Regions from separate parts of the Gossypium hirsutum genome. Here all the other regions are linked to region 2. A link is a contact called in public Hi-C data. All regions are on one chromosome and are shown on one strand. The core of a region is the stretch at or near the end of the contact, and the rest is flanking DNA. Distances in the headings are between cores, read along the strand shown.

The links. Hi-C and Micro-C count contacts between places; a contact is called where the count stands out from the background.
Region 1: a contact with region 2 is called in a Hi-C map of leaf, with 3 times the contacts expected there. The contact joins the promoter of LOC107957428 here to the promoter of LOC107913098 in region 2. A contact is called at or near these places in 4 of 34 Hi-C or Micro-C datasets (leaf and petal).
Region 3: a Hi-C map of leaf shows a contact between it and region 2, with 4 times the contacts expected there. The contact joins the promoter of LOC107957425 here to the promoter of LOC107913098 in region 2. A contact is called at or near these places in 13 of 34 Hi-C or Micro-C datasets (anther, callus, fibers and 3 more).

Annotation. Positions count from the first base shown.
Region 1 is chrD11:22,963,695-22,968,477 of Gossypium_hirsutum_v2.1, forward strand. It overlaps LOC107957428 (NEDD8-conjugating enzyme Ubc12), which reads right to left and starts at 3,531. Exons shown (of 6, transcript XM_016892947.2): 1 at 3,509-3,531; 2 at 2,845-2,958; 3 at 2,504-2,612; 4 at 2,237-2,315; 5 at 2,013-2,129; 6 at 1,487-1,932. The coding sequence starts at 2,953. The coding sequence ends at 1,795. It overlaps LOC107957427, which reads left to right. Exons shown (of 4, transcript XM_016892946.2): 3 at 105-280; 4 at 424-1,218. The coding sequence ends at 1,022.
Region 2 is chrD11:22,731,495-22,736,277 of Gossypium_hirsutum_v2.1, forward strand. It overlaps LOC107913098 (G-box-binding factor 1), which reads right to left and starts at 1,915. Exons shown (of 12, transcript XM_016841548.2): 1 at 1,659-1,915; 2 at 183-316; 3 at 16-63. The coding sequence starts at 242. It overlaps LOC107913099 (serine/threonine/tyrosine-protein kinase HT1), which reads right to left. Exons shown (of 6, transcript XM_016841551.2): 2 at 4,091-4,223; 3 at 3,524-3,719; 4 at 3,019-3,140; 5 at 2,771-2,926; 6 at 2,216-2,697. The coding sequence ends at 2,389.
Region 3 is chrD11:22,903,637-22,908,197 of Gossypium_hirsutum_v2.1, forward strand. It overlaps LOC107957425 (homeobox-leucine zipper protein ATHB-40), which reads right to left and starts at 1,812. Exons shown (of 3, transcript XM_016892943.2): 1 at 1,613-1,812; 2 at 1,211-1,524; 3 at 250-608. The coding sequence starts at 1,724. The coding sequence ends at 390.

The DNA of each region.
Region 1 (4,783 bases), core at 2,281-4,780, 230 kb after region 2:
TTATCTGTTTCAGTATCTTATCACCATCTAAATTTAGTTTTTAGGGTTTGGCATTTTGATATTTTCATATATTGTTTTGGTCACTCAGCTGCTTTCTTTTGCAGGGATGAGTTGGTAGAAAAAGGGAATGGTCGTGTCTCGTCTGTTTGGTCCGAGTCCTGGATGGCTACGAAAGCTGTTATTAAAATTCCAACTTTTCAGATAATTGTCTTGCAGGGAATTATTGGTTCTCTACCATGGACTGCCATGGTGTTCTTTACCATGTGGTTTGAACTAATTGGTACACAAATTCTAACCCATTTTCTTGTTTCTTTTTGGCACGCCAGAAAAATGGTCGAATGCTACATAGTTTGCCGAATCACTGGTTTAGTGCTTGATGTTTGATACCTTTGGGTCTTTTTTTTTTTTTTTCTTGTTTCTCAGGTTTTGATCATAATTCTACAGCAGCACTTTTAAGTCTTTTTGCTATCGGATGTGCGATGGGATCCTTTCTTGGTGGGGTAATAGCAGATAGATTGTCACAAATTTACCCCCATTCTGGGCGTATTATATGTGCACAATTCAGTGCCTTCATGGGCATACCATTCTCATTGTTCCTTCTTAAAGTGATCCCACAATCAGTGAGCAGCTATTACACCTTTGCTACAACCCTGTTTATGATGGGCTTAACCATCAGTTGGAATGCCACGGCCGCAAATGGTCCTATGTTTGCCGAAGTCGTCCCTTCTAAACATAGGACCATGATCTATGCATTCGACCGTGCTTTTGAAGGATCGTTTTCATCTTTCGCAGCTCCCTTGGTAGGTATCCTATCAGAGAAAATGTTTGGTTATGATTCAAAATCTATTGATCCGATCAATGGTTCTCCACGCGAGGCATTTGCTTTGTCCAGAGGGCTACTATCAATGATGGCAATTCCATTTGGTTTGTGTTGTTTGTGTTACACGCCGTTGTACAAACTCTTCAGGCGAGACCGTGAAAATGTTAGATTGGCGGCTGTGAAAGAGGAAGAGATGATTTGATCGAATACTTGGTTATTTTCTGAGAACTTGGTTCACAATTTCTTTCCACTATGAGGCAGACATATACTACCTTCTATGGCAACATCTTGCTCATGAAGCTCCACTAACTTGTCAAGAAATTCATTATTATGCTGGTCATACATTGCCAGCCTGTAAGTGTAGAACCATTGCGATTTTATTATAAACCATTTCTCTATCAGCTGCCTTGATTATAGGCTTTTATATATAACTTAAAGGCACATTGGAATTATATCTCATCCTGTAAGCTAATAAGCAGAATTAAGAGGTCTAAAGAACATGCAATTGTAACCTAAGGTGCATGCATAAAAAAAGGATTCATTTCAAAGATGGCTCTGAAGATGAAATCTGGTTCAGGAATTATTTTGATTATGGGAATGATTTGTTGCTCAATGTTCAACAAGCACCTCAATCCTTGCACTCAAAGCAAAAACAGGCTAAAGAAAGAAACAAAGAGAGGTATTCATTTTCAGAAAGAGAGAGAGAGAGAGATGTCACACAATATGCAAGTGCATGAAATTCGGTCTATTGTCTCTATCCTAGTTCCACATTGAGATTATATGCCACAGATTCTTACAACAGCATTGGGAAAAGCTAGAGTGAAACATTGTTGGAATTTTTATCTGGTTGGTCTTGCAGGAAAAGTGAGAAAATCAAAGCAGACAATAGAGGGCAATTTGCAGGTAAATTATACAACCCATGGAAGCTCAAGTGTTTATGACGTGCATTTGCGCATTCAGCGACCTTGCTAAAGCTAGACACACCGTGGGAAAAAGGTTTGCCCAACATACCCGCCAGACATTGCCCTCCTCACATTGGATTCAAACATCTTTGGATTATCCCTCAACACTGCAGCAGCTTCATGATTGAGGGGATCCTCATAATTCGGTTCCTGCACACAAAATTCAAAGATTCAGATATCAGATGGCAGCAAATCCATAGAATTATGGCTATAAATATACTAGGCATTACCGTGAAAAGATGATATAAACCATAGATTATAGTGTTTATATTGAGCACCGGTTTCCAATCTTCACGTAAGATGTTAAGGCAAACATTTCCTTCCAAATCAATATTTGGATGGTAGACCTGGATATTCGAGTGCAACATGATACAAGCCAGGTTATAACCAAAAGCATGCGAGACCACAGCATGAATTTAGAAAACAAACATAAAAACAAGGTAAGCCAGACTACCTTGGTCTTGCACTTAACTTTGGGTGCCTCATGCGGATAGACGGGAGAAACTTGAAAGGAGAATAAAAATGTGCCACAGCTGTAACAGCAGCAGCCAATCAGTTTTATACTTGTTATAGCATTATTAATATAAGAAGATGAACGTAAAAAAACTCTTATAAGCATGTCATGTCTTCTCCAATAAACAAAAACTTTAACCAAAAAATTTGTGCTAGAGAGCAAAAGAAAACTTGTGTTAAAATAAGAGGCATGAAAGAAATTCCTTACAAATAATATCCTTCATCGGGTCGAATTGAAACCTCAAAATTCATCAGGTTATCCTTTCCATTTGGAAATGTTATAGCACAAGATTTGGGTAAGTTAAGCTCAGAAATATCTACACGTAGAAAGACAAAATAAAACATGAGAATCACACTTGGATCAAACACCAGATGCTCTTGAGCCAATAGATTCAGTGCTAGAACAACATATAGTTGAATAGATCAGTAAAGCTGAAGAATATCAGCAATAACACACCAAAAGCACCAAATCATAAAAAATAATGAATCTTTATCATAGAACTAAAGGAAATTTAAACAACTCAATCCCATTAAATATGTGAAGCAAACCTTTGTGCAAACGCAACTCTCCTGGACTTTGCTTTTTGGTAGGAGCTCCCCCATTTGCATTTTCAGCAAGTTCTCTCTGCTTTTCCTTTACTTTAAACAGCCGAATCATAACTCCTACATATATATTAAAATTTAAAGTGAACCGATTCATTTCCATAGCCTTAATATCAAATTCCGGTTACCGCAGCAAAGCAATATCCATTCAAAATCTAAAGATTCAAAATCAAAGCATTAAAACAAAAACACTTGGTTCTTAACAAACCCTAACTGAAAAATCTAGCCTTTATTATCAAATTCGATTTCCATACTTTTGAGCTGTTGACGATCAGAATCCGTTTTCTTTTAATAAGATCACTCATTTACCTGATCCGAAGCTATTTAAGTAGACTAATTTAAAACTACTTCAAAAAACAAAAGAAGTGCCTCTTTTTTTTCCCCATCTTTGCAATAATAGAATTTGAACAAAAAAAAGAGATTCAAAATGAAATTAATTCTAACAGATCATAATTCAAGATACAACTAGTTGCAAAAATAGAAGAGATCGTTAAAGAAAAGAGAAAATGAATCTAACAAAAGACTTAAGTAATCAACGCCGATTAAAAGAGCAAGTGAGAAAAAAAGAAAAGAAAAGGTAGTGTGTTGGATTTATGAGATTGTAACAAACCTGTTGGAGGAAAAGGCGAAGAAAGAAAGAAGGAACTAAGGGATCTTTATTGTTTTAAAGAAAAAAGCAGAAACTAAGGGGAAATTGATGAAGAGAAGGGACAAAAGGAGGGGGATTTGGATATCGATGCCTGAAGGGAAAGTAAAGGAAAGAGAGAGAAAGGAAATGACACGAAAGCTGGAGTGGAGGATGGACCCACTTGTTTTGGGTTTTTCTTTGGTGAAAAACTAGAGTCTGCAGTTTTGCGGCCTTATATTTGTAATCAAACCAAAACATTCAACGACATTTCACCGAGATAGTTTTAGGCCAATTTTTCATTGTTTTTGAAGAATGTTTTTAAAGAGTGTTGTGCAAAAAGTAGTTTTTGAGGAGAAATTTTAAAAAATTTAGTTTAAAATTTGAGTGTTTAATATTATTGTCAAAAAATATTTTTGAGAAATAAAATGTCCATTTTAAACATGTTATTATCAAGTAACAAATATGCATTTAAATAATATTTAAATTAGTTAATATTATTATATTTTAGTAATAATATAAAAAAATTATTATAACTTGTTGTTAATATTTTATATATGAAATATAAATTGTAAAAATTTTTAAGTAATAAATATTAATTATTTATAAAATTTAATTAGAATATATAAACTATATTTTAAATATTTAACTATAACCATTAAATATTTATAATTAGTATTTTAAAAATATTTTTTATTTTTAATTAATGATTTTAATACAATTGTAATTAAGCACCAAGAAAAAAAATACTATGTTATTAGAGGGGTGAAAAAGTAATTAAGCATCGAAAGTGCTTTTGGGAGAAGAAAAGCTAAAATTTTAGCTTCTTATTTTCAGCTACTTTTCAGAAGTATTTTTAAAAAAACACTTCTGAAAAGCTAAAAATTTTTGTCAAAAGCAGCTTGTTATTCATAGATTTTCTTTTAAAAGTACATTTGGAGTCATAAGTTTTTTTTAAGCAATGAAGAACTGGCCTTTAACACTCACTTGCATTTATTGTTGTCATTTTAATTTGAGAATGGGTATGCTACCAATTGTCGAGGAGGAGATCACTTGCCACTGATCAAATCATAAATTATCATTGTCGTGCTCGCTTTATAAGCCTAAGAGTTGAAGGCTGCGTCACAATCTAGCTTGAGATATCCAGGGGAGTTAGAGCAAGCCCCCCTGAACTCGGTGGAACCATGAAAACATCATTCCCAAAATGGATTGTATCCTTTGCTACTCCTTCCCATGTTTACTAATAATTCCATGATATAA
Region 2 (4,783 bases), core at 665-3,164:
ATGTACTATACAAACCTGCATCTGGCTTGACCAATCAGGATATGCAGGTGTCGTAGGCATTTCCTATAAGTTAAAAGTAGAAAAATCAGTAAAGTTCAACCACTTGCTAGTGATGAGAAAACATGAATAATATGGGCACATTATTCTTTTCTTTGGGTGGAGATAAGGCAAGGATGATATACCTGAGCTGAAGCAGTAGGTTTAGAATGGTTGGCAGGTGAGCTCTCTTCTTCTGTTCCCATAACCACTTTGGCAAACTTCTTAATTTCAGCAATTTTAAAATAAAATTTGATCGTCAATGACTTTTATGAAGCACCTGAGAATCCAAAACCAAGTAAACACGTATATCAGAGATGAGAGATCACAAGAAATTATCTACCAATGACACAACTAACAAGGAGGGGAAGAAAAATGGGAAACTATAACTAGCTATCAGCAACATGCAGAAACATCATTTATGAGCCCATCGAGCATAAATCTAAATAGATTTCAGACAGCATATTATCATGAATGGACTACAATGAGAAAAATAATCGAACCGGCCTCAATGCTCCGCAACATTGTAAACAACACTCACATGATCCAACAAAAGACAAAACTTACCCTAAAATATTGAAAACAACTTACAAACAGTTTCAGAATAACTTAAAAACCATTTAAAGAAAGCTAAAATCTAGAAATAAACTTGTTACTTTTTAAAGATCTTCTGTTATCTTGGTCACATCACTAGCAGCGAATAAATACAAAATGATACAAATTAGGTTGTTAATTTACTCTTCCATATAAACTAACTTAAAGACAAATCACACATTCTTGTCCTAACAAGTGAAGCACTCAGAGGAAAGCATCTTGTTTGTAGCTAATTTAGCCATATGCAAAATAGAGGTAGAGTATCAATCGTTTCCATAAAGGGACAACCTTGAAATATAAAGTAATCCTTTAATTCTAAGAATTTGTTAATTAACTCCAATTTGTTCCCTACAAAAAGAATAATCCGACTTTTTCAACAATTCCTATATTAAACAAAAAATTAGTAGGAAAAAGAAAAAGAAAAATCAGTAGAAATTGGCGGTATCTGTTTTAAATAGACCACAGCTAAGCTAATCAACAATTAGCCCTCTTAATTCTTCATGCAGATTGTAGTAAAAACCTAACGTTGACCAGCAATTGTCGTATTACAGCTGGAATCCATACACCTTCTCCACATGTTAGAAAAAAAAAGAAAGAAAGAAGAAAAGAACATACATTATCAGTGAATGGATTCTTAGTTCCTTACTGATGAATATGCTAAAGAACTGGGTTTTTTTTTTTTTCCAAAATAGTAAAAGCTAATTTTAATATTCAAGCTAAAACCACACGATTTCCCATAGGCATAACACAGCCAAAACTTAAAAGAAACAATATAAAGATAAAAGTTGAGAGAAGAACGTGTAAGTAATACTAATCCAACTGATAAATCAAAGTTCAAAAAAAAATGAGATAAGAGAAAAAGAAAGAAATCCTGAAACAAATTTATTAATGGCATAAAAGAACAGAAATAGAAGGAAAGAAATTTAGCTTCTAAACGCTTTTAAAATTACATATAAAAAACACAATATTAAAAAGAACAAATTTGAAGAAGAAGAAGAAGAAGAAAGAAGAAGAAAGAAAGACCAGACCTGCTTTCATGGCGTTGAAAAGGGAAGTAAGGAGGAAGTCCAAGTGGAAACACTTTAAATAAATAAATAAAAAGGGGAAATTACCAAGAGAAAGACATTTATTTATATAAACAATCTTTTCTTTTTTTATTTGCTTCTTATATTTCCTTATCCGACGGCTGCAAATAAAGAATAAAAGAATCGTACGAGAAATTGAAGTACAATGTTCTTTGTTTAGTTTGGAAGGAAAGAAAAAGAAAGAGAAGAGAAAGGGGGGTGTCAAGTTTTATAGCGAAACTACATCGTTTAGGTTTGAGCTTTTTTCTTTTTGCCCTTAAGGTTATTATCCGTATGGGCTTGTGTGGCTTCCACGTCACTGAAACATTATCCATTTATAATGCACCGCCTTTGACTTCATTCTTATTGGCTTTCAGGAATTTAGCCGTACTTGATGGGACATGGTTCCTGCTGGTTTCACCATTTAGCAGATGGAAATTGGTCCCTCTCTCAGCCGGAGTAAGCCCAACCACGCTTCCCATTCACGAAATTAGTACATCTCTTGAAACAAAAGACAAAACTTTGATAAAAGCTTTATGTATATTTAATTATATCTTTGACTGTTTCTGAGGTATATATAAAAAGCATTGATGTCCAATTGACAGTTCTGTGAAGTTTATGTTTACTGAAAGAAGGCATAAGCCATTCATGTACATTTTGTACCCAAAACATGATCAGCCATCATCCTGCCTGATCAATTCGATAAGCAATCATCGAAGCAGATGAAGAATGAGGTATAAGACTTCGATTTCTTCCCCTTGTCGTTACACTTGTTTGTAACATGCCCGGGATTGACCGACTCTTCCTCTGCATGGCTTCCGGAACGATCAATTTCCATTTGCTTAGGAGGTGTAGTCTCTGGTGGGCTACAGTTGCGGAGGAAGTTGGTAAGAGAGGCAGTGATTTCCTTAAATTCTGGTCGAATCTTCGGGTCCTCTGCCCAACAGGACTGCAGGAGAGACACAATCTCTGTTGGAAGACCTTCCACAGAAGGCCTTTCGTTCTGAAGATTGCAAAAGAGATATAGTTAGAAATTGTTAAAAAGTATTGACATGACAAATGAAAGTTCAGCTTGCCTTTGCCGCTGCATATGCCGCTGTTACATTATCCCTTCCCTTGAATGGAGCTTTATTCGTCAGTATCTCCCAAAGAACAATTGAGAAACTGTACACATCGACTTTGTGGTCATAGTGTTTCTTTGCTCCGATTGGGAGTGGATCTCTGCTGTATATCTAATTTGGATAAAAGAAACAAGTTAGACATTACCAGAACTAGGAAGATAAGCCACTACTAGATTAATTTAGAACCATTATAAGAAAAGCACCTCAGGAGCCATCCACCGGTAAGTACCGGCCTCACAAGTCATTCCACCCAATACTTCCTCTCTAGCTAGTCCAAAGTCAGCCAGCTTGATGCACGTTCTATCCTCGGCGAGAAGTAAATTGCCTGTCATGAGATTAAAGGATATATAAGAAACAGACTGTCTTCTGGCATAATATTTTCACTCAATTTTGAGGTGTTCGTCTATTGATGAGGTCAATCACAATAAAAAAGTACTGCAATGTCTAAATTCTTAGTATCAGCTTCTAAAGTCCTTAGGCATGTTAATGCATATCAGCGAAAACTTTCCGTTCCAGCACAATCTATACTTTGTTTGGTCACCTGACATTACTAGCACAGTCAGTTTATCATATCTGTTCAGGAAAACAATGAAATTTTGCTATATCTTAAGTCTTGGTCAGTGCAAGCAAGTGAAAGAATAAGCATATCATTAACTATTTACCAAATAGCAGCAACTAGAATATTGAGATGAGAATAGAATGAATTACTTGGCTTCAGATCACGATGAATAATGCCATTGGCATGCAGGTATTCCATAGCTCGGGAAATACCCAATGCAAGACGTAAAGCAAAATCCAGTTCAAGACGCTTGGGGCGCATGTTCCACAGATACCTCTGAAGTGTATCACCTTTCATGAGTTCAGTAACTATCATCATAGTCGGCTCCAGGGAACAGCCGACAAACTGCTTCAGCAAAACATATCTGAATTAGAAGGACAAGGTAATTTAATGCAAATATGAATGGCAGTTTCAGAGAATAATGTAAGTTAAAATAGCCACAAATATCAGAGTGCCGTATGAACATCTTCCATAGATGGCTATATCATTGACTTGCAGGGAGACAGTATTCTCAAACCAAATCCAACAACTTAGTTGCTTATGTAGCCTGTTAGCAGGTCAGCTAGTGAGGAGGATACGGCGATATACTAGCAAACCATAATACTAAAACTTAATCACGTGTTGCTGGCTGTTGGGAGCTTGAAATGGAAGAGAGTGAAGGTGAAAAGGTAAAATTAGACATACACTAAAAGAGGTAAAGAGTAGTTTTTAAAAACCTTTACAACATTTTCATGGTCCATCCTAGACAGCAGTAAAACCTCCCTCTGAAATTTCTCCTTATGCTCGCGAATTACAGCTGATGGATTACTTGGCTGAATCATCTTCACAGCAACAGGTTTGGATTTGTAGCTTGAACAAAATGAAGTAACCATCAGTGTCACGGATCCAAATTATTCGTTACCAGAAAATTGAAATTTATTGCAGCAGTATAGCCTTCTAGAACACCACATTAAGAGCAAGCATCCAACCAAATTTGCACAATGTTAAACATAATATTGCAGAATTAGTAAGCATGAGCACAAAGGTATTGTTTCGTAATCAGAAACAAATAAACTTTGCCTCTTTTCTCATGCATAACTGTTAAAATACAGGGCAATGAGGAATTCATTTACCACAGCATCCATAATAGAGAGGGTGCTTTAGCATGCAAACAATATCAAAATAAGATAGCATCGAGGGAGTTCAACTTCATTGAATTCGACATAAAACATAAACGATATTGTTTGATATTGACATACAACCGGCTGCTGAGGAAATTTGACACTATATCCAAGGATGTCCTGTCAACTAGCAATTAATCATAATCGATTGGATGATGAGTCCTTTAACCGTCAACTACGCAATTCCACTGCAGTTCACATACACGTGGCTCTAACAACATCTAAATGTAATTAGAATCGATCGCAAAT
Region 3 (4,561 bases), core at 562-3,061, 170 kb after region 2:
TTAAAATGTTTATTTTAAATATGAGGTTGAAAATTAAAAAATAAATTAATTTAAATTATAAATTTTAAAAAATAATATAATGATACATTAAAGCGAAAGAGGAAAATACTGTTGGGGAGGATGAAAGAATAAAAGGAGGTGTTTCGATAATTTTACTATAAAACTTGAAAAGCCAAAAATTAAAATTTAGGTTTAAATGTCAAATACAGTATGCGGTAAAAAAGTGTTATTTAAAAAGAGATTTCTAAATTAATATGAATCTAAGTTGACATTACAACACTTAATATAACATTAGAACAGTAGTTAAGAAAAGAAATCAAGGATTAATTACAATGGATTTGGGGGTCTTAATTATCCATATCTACACACGCTAACTAGTGATATGATAATTACATAAAAAGATTCATCCACTCCATGCCAAGAACATAATTGTTTTCTCCAATATAGAAAACATCTTCATATCCAAATTCCCCATGGAAAACTGGGTCAATGGCTTCCATTGACAGTACAGATGAGCTTGTACTTTTGCTGGAAACCCCATCTACTCGTTCCGTCAGTTGCTGGATTTCCTTCTCCGCCTCGCTAAGTTGCTCCTTAAGCTTTACCACCTATAATTGTAACCAAAGAACAAATTTAAATTGAATGTAAAAGTGGGCTTAGCCAGTATGGTGTATGGAAGTGGACCCTCTGTTTTTCAACTACTTTCTGTTGTTCAATAAGGTGGCTGTTTGTTGTTCCTTGTCAATGTTTTCCCACTTTTTTTGTCCAAGAATATCGTTTCCCACTTTCACATAAACTTATGATCTCATTAACTGATATTTTTAATAGCTTAAACCCAACAACATAAGTACATGACTTCGAGCCCTGAGCTCGTGCATGTTCTGATATTGGTGGGTCACCATATCTTTTTTTATCAAAAGGATAAAGATCAAAGACGCTGCTACTTCCTTAATTAGTTTCATTTCCTTCCAACAAACGCCTCTTCGAGTTTGAATTATTTTTTTAATTATTTAATCTCTGAAAACATACATATTTTTCCCTGTTTGGTTCCTAAGAAACCACAAGGAAATATGTCTAAAAGAAAAACAAAGGGTTTACATTTAAACATCCAAATAAACTTAAAGTGTGATTAAAACCAGATTATAATTTGTTTTTTGCAAGTTAAAATGATTTCATTTGGGAAATAAAAGATATATGTATATTTACTTACCTCGGATTCAAGTCGGCATTTGTCGAGAACAACAGTTTCGTGAAGAGACTTGAGCTTGCTATACTCTTCCTCCAGCTTCTTGTTCTTCCAACGAGCTCTACGATTTTGGAACCAAACAGCAACCTGACGAGGGTCAAGTCCCAGCTCTGAAGCAATCCGGTCTTTCCTTTCTGACTCTAGTTTATGTTCGTTACCAAAATTAAGTTCAAGGAGAGTGACTTGTTCCTGGTTAAGCTTCCTTTTTTTAGCCACCGCCCACTGGCTGTTCTCCCCTCCCTTGTTCTTCTTCCGCCGCCGTCGGGGCTTCGGTTCCCCTGCTCAACCAAAAGCCTGGCTTAATTATAAAACAATGCAAGAATAAATATGTTTGTGGTTTTAAGTCCATGCCGCACTGATCATTACCTTGGTGTGTTGCAATTTGGGTGTAAAATCCAGGGTAGATTTGGGAGATAAGAGCAATATGATCTTCATGTTCATTCATTTGGCTTGTCATCATTTCATAATCTTGGCTCATTTTCTTTTTCTTTCTAGCTTTTCGAGTGTTTTCTTTTCTGGCTTTCTTAAATTGAGAAATGGGTGATACCTGAAAGAAGTAATGGATGAGTTAAGGAAGTGATGTGGTTTATTTATAGGGTTGAGAGTAGGACTAGTTAGCAGCTGTTTGTTTACCATAAGACCTTTGTTTCCAATATTGGACATCACGTTCTTATGAATAACAACAATGCCATTATAGTATTACAATTTGGTACACTAGTTTGAGACAAGAAGAAATACTGTCACATCTACACTGTATCATTGAACTAGTTTGGAAAATTCTGTCAACCAAATTTGCCATCTCCACGTCCAACAAGTGGATAAAGTTGGACAACAAAACCCTAAATTCCAAAAGTTCATCGTTTTCTTTTTCACTATATAATACATGGTTTGGTTAAAGTTTTAGGATTGAAATTTTTAAATGTGAAAATTTTAAGTATTAAATTTTTATTGTTAAATTTTATAAGTGTTGAATTTGTATTAGAAAATTATTTGAAAAATTCGTAAATATAAGTGCAGAATATAATTATATTGTTTGATAAAAATAAATATTAATTTTTAAAAGATTATTTATTTTTAATTTTAATCTTATTAATATAATATTTTATATTATTTTGGATAATTTTAGATGAAAGAAAAATACGATAATTTGAATTTCTTATTTAAAAATAATAATTTATTTTAATTTTTAATAAAATAAAATCAATTTAATATTTTCTACCTCAAGTGATAAGTAGCTACGTATCTCCTTACCTTATTCAATACTTTTTGGTTAAAATTTTATAGTAAGTAAAAATTAAAATGATTGCCAAATAAATTTAAAATATTAAATACTAAAAATTTTCTATAATTTATCAAATACACCTCTATGATATTCTTTCATATAAGTTCTGTGCATGAGATGAGGATCAATTTTTTTTTTCGTTGAAAGCTGTAAAAGAAATAATTATCCTGATTTTAATTTAAAACCTAACATAAATCATTCTCTTAATTGTGATCTCCTTAGACAAAACTAGGATTGGTAGGCTTTCCAAATTAAGTGATAAAGGGGTGATGGTGGTAAGCAAGCAAGTAATACATAATTTTGCAAGTTAACTAAAAGGGGTTTGGGGATCCCAAAGCTGGCCATTATTGAAGTCAATAAACAAAGTTGGTAAATTAGGTTTGGCCTCTGGATCTGGGCATTCTAGTCAGCCATTGTTGTCCAATTGGGAGTTATTTTCACTTATTTCCATGTGTCTGTAAAATGGTTATTACTATGAGCCAATACCCCATGACTACTTTTAACCATATCTCAATCGTGGCTCGAGAGACGAGTGAAAAACATAAAGAAAAGTTATGAAAATTTGGGATTAGTTAGGACTTTCATTAAGTATTATCATTTTCTTTTAAGGGAATTAAGAAATATTATTATTACAGATGCATCGGGGAAGTAGTCTTTTCTTTTTGAAAGAATATTAAGGTTGTTGGAGAAATCTCTTAAGGTCAGAACTAGAAGGGAGGATATGTCGTCATTGTTGACGTCTTGATTTTATATAAAATTAGAGTAATTACAGTGCATTTTTCATGTGAGGACAGTTTTGTTTCTAGTTTTTGATTGGATAATGTTTCCTACATTTCCATCATTTCACTCTTAAGATAAACTTTTCCACTATTGGATTTTAAGCCAAAAGGATAGGGGATTGGGTTATGATTTTATAACTAATAAACAAAGTAAATGAGGTGGAAGAGCTGCTTAAAACAACATAACTTTTTTTATTATTATTTCTGATATCCACAATTTTGTAATTGAAAAATGAAATCCATTGATAAAGTGTTAAATTGATGTGACAAAATTATAATTTACTTAAACCCCACAATTTAACTATTCATATATATTATGTTTAGGTCCAAATTTCGACTGAAATTATGATTCACTTGGATTGTTAATCACCCTTTGGATTTAATTGGTCTTTCATGTGGTTTTGATGACAACAAAACTTGTACACTAATTTACGTGTACTCATGGTTAGTTCACTTGACTGATGCTTTGGGGGAATATTGGAGTGGAGACAAGGACACGAGTCACTACCCACTTTGTCTGTGTCTTTGGAAAAAGTCTCGTATGTATACTTCATAAAGAGATTGATTTTTTCATGTCGTGAATATAATATATTAATGTGAAACAGATAAGGTGGAGCTCCACCCATAAGTTTCATGAAGGCACTTGAGGGAACATCAAAGCCAAAAACTTTTTATTGATGGGTGAGTTGCATCAAGTCAGTAAGCAAAGGTCCTTTGATCCACAGAATACAATGGCTGGATGGCAGTGGGAAGTTAAAAGTTAGCTATAGCTAGCTAGGAGGCTAAGTGGCACGAGGAACAAGTTGGTTGGCACGGCTGGCGGTGGCCCGGTGACTTAAGGGGTTCCTTCTTTTGAATTACCATGGGACAAGACACACAGACACACACACCCTGCTTTAACTTGGTACGAATTAAATGCCAAGGAAAATGCTCTGCCTATTTTGCCATTACATTGAAAAGATGCTCTTACTTTTCTAACCAATAATGATTTTCTTTGACAGATTTTCACAATGTAGTGGACTTGTTCTTCCCCCATCTCCTTCATTATCTATATAAAATAAATATACTTACATAACCAAATACTTGCCCAAAGTTAATATTACCATTTACCCATTATTTGATGTTATTAACTCAAGAAACTTTACATCGGACAGAGAAAAGCTTTGCTTCCTGCCATGATATATATATTGAGCTGAGGTGACGAATTCCAAAACCCAAATTTGACCAAGAGATAAAGATCATGTGAATACTATC